2 separate regions of the Sus scrofa genome follow, and region 1 is linked to region 2. The links are chromatin contacts, called in public HiChIP or PLAC-seq maps. All regions are on one chromosome and are shown on one strand. The core of a region is the stretch at or near the end of the contact, and the rest is flanking DNA. Distances in the headings are between cores, read along the strand shown.

The links. HiChIP or PLAC-seq counts read pairs in DNA pulled down with a chosen protein or histone mark.
Region 1: a contact with region 2 is called in an H3K27ac HiChIP or PLAC-seq map of alveolar macrophages. The contact joins two enhancer-like sites. A contact is called at or near these places in 1 of 47 Hi-C or Micro-C datasets (epiblast stem cells) and 2 of 2 datasets of contacts at active chromatin or transcription factors (alveolar macrophages and skeletal muscle).

The regions. Positions count from the first base shown.
Region 1 is chr2:91,789,226-91,791,925 of Sscrofa11.1, reverse strand. All of the region lies in intron 12 of VCAN (versican), which reads right to left. Among named protein-coding and RNA genes, the nearest start is that of VCAN, 91 kb to the right of the region's middle. Within about 2 kb of position 1,430, at least 7 of the 83 cell types and tissues checked have an H3K27ac peak or open chromatin away from gene starts, as enhancers often do. A contact at or near this core is called in alveolar macrophages, where this site is marked.
Region 2 is chr2:91,142,836-91,145,535 of Sscrofa11.1, reverse strand. No RefSeq gene overlaps it. Among named protein-coding and RNA genes, the nearest start is that of TMEM167A, 210 kb to the left of the region's middle. Within about 2 kb of position 1,290, at least 3 of the 83 cell types and tissues checked have an H3K27ac peak or open chromatin away from gene starts, as enhancers often do. A contact at or near this core is called in alveolar macrophages, where this site is marked.

The DNA of each region.
Region 1 (2,700 bases), core at 181-2,680, 650 kb before region 2:
ATTGTTTTCAGCCAAATCATGCACGATCCCTTCAACCCAAGAAACTACAAAGAAGCTTAGAAAACACAGGGAATTAGTTCATACTCCTGATTCTCTTTTCAATGTCCAGGACATCTGGGAGAGGGAGGAGGACGCGAACCTTTGTGTTTATAAAAGGGTAATAATGATACATTCCTGCAGAAAAGAGAATAATGGTTTATGACCTGCGATTTGTTACTCCTTTTCTCTGTTCCTTTTAAGTGTTTCTTCCTGGGTTAAGGGCTATTTCTTTATTGTTTCTATTGGTTTTAAAAGCTGTTTTTTTTTTTTTCTCACAATACTTTGCTTGACAGGCTGATGTGTTTATTTAAGAAAAGGGCTGGGAGGGGGGTGTCAGGATTTAAAGTCAAATCCACTAGCAGGTGGGTAATTTTCCTGCATCAATTCTGCATCATGACCAGGAGGGCAAGTGGGTAAGTATACCTGTTTGCCAATGCTGGATCATGTTTATCAAAATGAAAAAAAACTCAGTTACCTCCCAGAAATATTTTTTTCAAGTAGGACTTAAGCACAAAAGGCTATCAACTAGCCTTTGTAGCCTTTGTAATCTACCTTCATCGTAATTATCAAGGGGCAAGAGAAGTTAGTTAGAGCTAGAAAAGAAAACATTTCTGGATCTGTGAATGAGTAACTTGTTGAGAACTTTCTGACTGGATTTAGACAAATGCAGAGGAAAGGAGGAAAGGATATCTCTCTGTTTTCCCCAAACAGGATGCAGGAGAGTCAGAGGCTATGACTACTTTCCAGGAAGGTGACAAGCCAGCAGCCTTGCCCAGGGTGACATGGAGTGCTCACAAACAGAGATGACAGAAGGAAAATGTGAAAGATGTAGAAAAAAAATTTTTTTTAAATGTATAAGGATAAAGTTAGGATTTTTTTTTTTTCTTACAAATCAAATGTTTTTAAAGCTCTTCAACATGTTAAAAAGGGAACTGGATTGTCAGTTCTATTCAACCCTCAACCTCTGGACAACGCAATCTAAGGTGACATTTCCTTTGAAGTAACTGCATCTGATCCACTGAAGCATCCGGTCCCAGTGGTGAGGGGTGAGCTTTGACAGTGCTACAGGAACTCACTTAAGAGAAGCCAGAAAGGAGCAACACAGGCCACAGGAAAATTCCCCCTGTGAGAATTTTATTCCTGGGGGTCAGAGAGAGAAGGGAGCAAGTTTTAAAATTTCTGAGCTCCACAGATTTACTCTAAACCATTGGTTAGGGTGGTGTGTTAGAAAAAGTAGTGTGATTAAGATCCCTAACAGTTTCTAGTACCTTCCTAACTGTGCTGTCCATGGACACCCTATAGTCTGTAGCTGAAAAGACCATAGACTATAGTGAAAATGATTTTGACAGGATGCATATAGATGGGGAAACATAAATGATTGCATAGTGTTCCCTAATGTCTGGCTTCCTCCGTGCTTGAAAGAACAGACTCAAGACAGTGGATGAATGAAGGAAGCCCTGTCTAACCTTAGGCAACCAAGTCACCCTGAGTCAAGCAATCTATTAAAAAATGAAACGAACTGATAACATTCAGGAGTGAGGTTTCCTTTTGGATTTTGCATTTGGATGATGAGGTTTTTTTTAAAGCTAAAGATCTGAGTAACTGTCAGTTTCCTAAAATTGCATGAAAAATATGCCCTGATATAACTCAAACCTTCAAAAAGTTTGCTTTCTTCTTCACAAAGCGTATATGTTCTTGGGACAACCACATGGACAAATGTATCATCATTTCCAGTAGGAACATCTGTTTTCCTTTGGGTTAATAACTTTTGTAAGATGCATTATGCTCAGTTACATATTTTAGTTTCTGAGAAACATTTTTTTTCTTTTCATCCTATTTGAAATGCCACCTATTATGTTTTATTGTTTTTCCTACTGATACAACTTTAAATTACTTTTCTTAATTAAAGTATAGTTTACAATGTTATATCAATTTTTGCTGTACAGCAAAGTGACCCAGTTGTCTATACATTCTTTTTCTCATATCATCCCATAAATAAAATATTAATTTAGATAAACAAGAACTGTCATATAGAGATTCATCCAAAAGACTTATTTGGTCATTTCAAGATTCAAAAGGTAACAGAGTGAGTCGGTTGAGCAATGTATGGATATTGATTATCATTCACATATCTCTTTTTGTCAACCACTCTGCTAGGTGCTGAAAAAATGGAGATGGAAGTTAATTCCTGCCTCAGAAAGCTCAGGGTCAGGAAATTAACACCACAGGGGTCAGTGGTAGAATGGGAAGAGGTCACCAAAAGGGCTCTGTAGGAGCTTTCAGTCACATCCAGCTAGGAAGGCTTCCTGGAAGAAGAAGACTCAACTAAGCAAGGTATTCAAACACAAATCAAATGAAATTAGGGTAAGAGGGTAAGAAATTAGCGTAGCATTCTAAGTATTCTAAACATTCTAAGGGCTAATGGATGCAACCCTGGGAGAAGTGAAAAACGTCATGGCTTATTCCATGAACTGCAAGTATTTTGAGATGACACACCTTGGGAAGTGGCCGATGGGCTTGGTATGCCCCACTAATTATTACAGAATTTTATACTGAAGGCTAGAGGAAGATGTTGCAGAATGAAAAAGGGAGTAACCCTAGTTGAGAACAAGGGGACAGGAAGGTCATAGACACTGGAAAACAGATGGGGGGAACACTTCA
Region 2 (2,700 bases), core at 41-2,540:
TTGGGAAATATCTGTTTTTTTGAAACCTTAAGCAGCATGAATTATATTGATAGGTTTGCATGTTTCTGGCTAACCACCAAGCTCCCCACCCCCAACCCCTGCTTCCAGGAGGATGGGAAAGTTGCGGGATGAAGCTTTCTCACAGAACTTACCACTAACTCTAAAGTGAACTGGCTACAGTGAATACTCATCTTTTCCCTGTACAGTCTTCATTGGATTGGCAACATGTATAATTACTGTGATGGCAGAGGAACCCTGTGATATTGACTGAAGGACCAGCTCTTTTGGGGATTTGCAGACAGCCCTCCCCAAAAGTCATTTTCTGAAAGACCCGACCACCACTGAACCCATTGAAGTAGAGATACATTTTGCCTTGCTTGGGCTTACATGGATTTCAAAATGTAGTGCTTTCATGCCTTGGAAATAGGAACTTTTTAGAAAGTGAATGCTTACTAGTTAAAGGGATTTGAATCTCTCTTTCAGATGCTGTTTTCTAAAGTTCAAGGCATTTCAGTCTCTATCAATGGGCTACAAACCACTCACTGTATGCCACAGTTATCCAATTTGCAAGGATGTTAGTTTTAAAAAATATTTTCTCTCAAGGGAAAAAAAAAGCTTCACAGAGAGAGCCTACCCAGGAGTAAATTATAAAGATCTCCCACGGACATCAGAGCTACATAAACTTAAGGGTAATTACCACCTTGGTAGGAAAAAGGAGTCTTTATTTTTTTACCTTTTCACTAAAAGACTATCCACTCCTAGAGGTTCACGAAAGGTCGCTGGCAGAATCTAACCTCTACTTTATGCAAACTACCAAAGCTAAATTACACACACTTTTAAGAGCTTCTTCACAAATGCCAATTTCTAGTCCAATCATTAGTAAAACCTCAAGTCAGTGTCAAATGCTTGTAAATAATATCAAGGTTCTTTAGTTGGATGCTGTTTACGCCAGATAGATTTCATTCTTTTCCACTCCAATTCTTCATAACTAGAGGGCAACTAGAGGAGAAACTGATGTTGCAAAAATAAGCCTTGAAAGGTGCTTTGGCTCTCTAAAAATAAATGATCTAGATTCTTTCTGGGAGTATGATCTCTCATGAGAGTATGTGTTGTATTTGAAATTGATATCACTTACTGAGAATCCTGTGGCATCATTTAGTATGTTATGGGTTTTCAGGGATTCTTGTTCTACATTTTCCTTTATCTGGACTGTTAGGAAATGGTGATATTACTCAAGATAGTGGGAGAGAACTGAATGTTCTTGAAGAGCAAAGGGCAAAATTGTGAAATGAGAATCTGCTTCTAATACTCTGAGACTGCCCTTTCTTCAGCTAGCTCTCTTCCTAGCTAGCATATAATCTAATGCCTTCTAGGAACATTTGTATGCTAAAAAAGCATATTCACATCTTTGTACTCCCATTTGCTCAGCGTGACTTTTGCTTGTTAGTTGAAAGTACTCAAGAAGATTAGGATTATTATTTAATCTATTCACTCCCCAGGGCTAGACTTCAAGGTAAAGCCTCTAGATCTAGGGGACCTTTCTAATAGGCTTCAAATCACACTGGTCAGGCAACTTCTCTTGTGATGCATCTGACGTGATCTGAGATATTGCTGGGTTGATTTGGCCTAGTGAGGGCTCCTACCTAAGGAGACAGTTTCTGTGAAGCAGAATGAGGAGACAGTTTGTATAAAGGGAGAACCAGTCTCATTCTTCATGAGAATGAAAGTGTACTTCAAAGCTTATACTATATGCCTGATAATGTAAACTACTAAGAATGGTGCATCCCCTACCTTTGAAATAAATGGTGCATCTGGGTCAATAGGAAATGGTTTTGTTTGTTTTTTCATTTCTCCTTTATAGTATAGCACTTGGAAGCATAAATGGGTTTTCAAACCCTTTTTCTATTTTAATGCCAGGAAATAATTTCCCTGGAAGCATGTAGCTCAGTATTTCTTAAAAAACCAAAAGGATGGATTGTGAAAAGCCTTTTCAAAGAGGTTTCTGTTTTAGCTAAGACTACAGTGATCACAGTAGTAATCATGATCATTAGTTCATCTGTATAGGATTTTAAAGCTTACAAAGCACTTTCATGTTCATTATCTCATTTTTTAGTATCACCAAAACCTTGCATAATATGAAATTAGCTGTTGCTTACTTATGTCAAGACATCCTGTGGGTTATTAAAAGCTGTGGGCCAGATGTTATGAGTGTAGAGAGCATTTTTTTGAGTATTGAAAGGCCCAAACTTTTATGTAGACTCAAATGCTAAGACAATGAGAAGAAAATGTGCCACAGCTTTGTTTGCTGAATAAAGGCTCCAGGTATGGTCAGGACCAACAGGGGCAAGAAAACCTGCTTTGGGTTTATAATGCCTTAGTTCTGAAGTGACATGGATCCAATAGAAGTGGCTGCCTAGGAAGCTACGTGAGCTAGGTACTCAGGCCATGCTCAAGAGAAGCAGGAAGGAGGACTGAAACTCCTCTACTTAGAAGCTTTCCACTTATGAATTCCCATGAATTAATGAAAAAGCTGCTTACAAAATAAAATTACCTCCGTTCTGTTCTATCACCATCAGCTTCATTCATTCATTCAACATCCTTTTCACATGTCATTACTGTTCCAGGAACTCTGCTTGGTATTAAAGACATGATGAACAAGATGAACAAGTTCCTGCCCTCATGTAGTTTGTATGGTGTAGA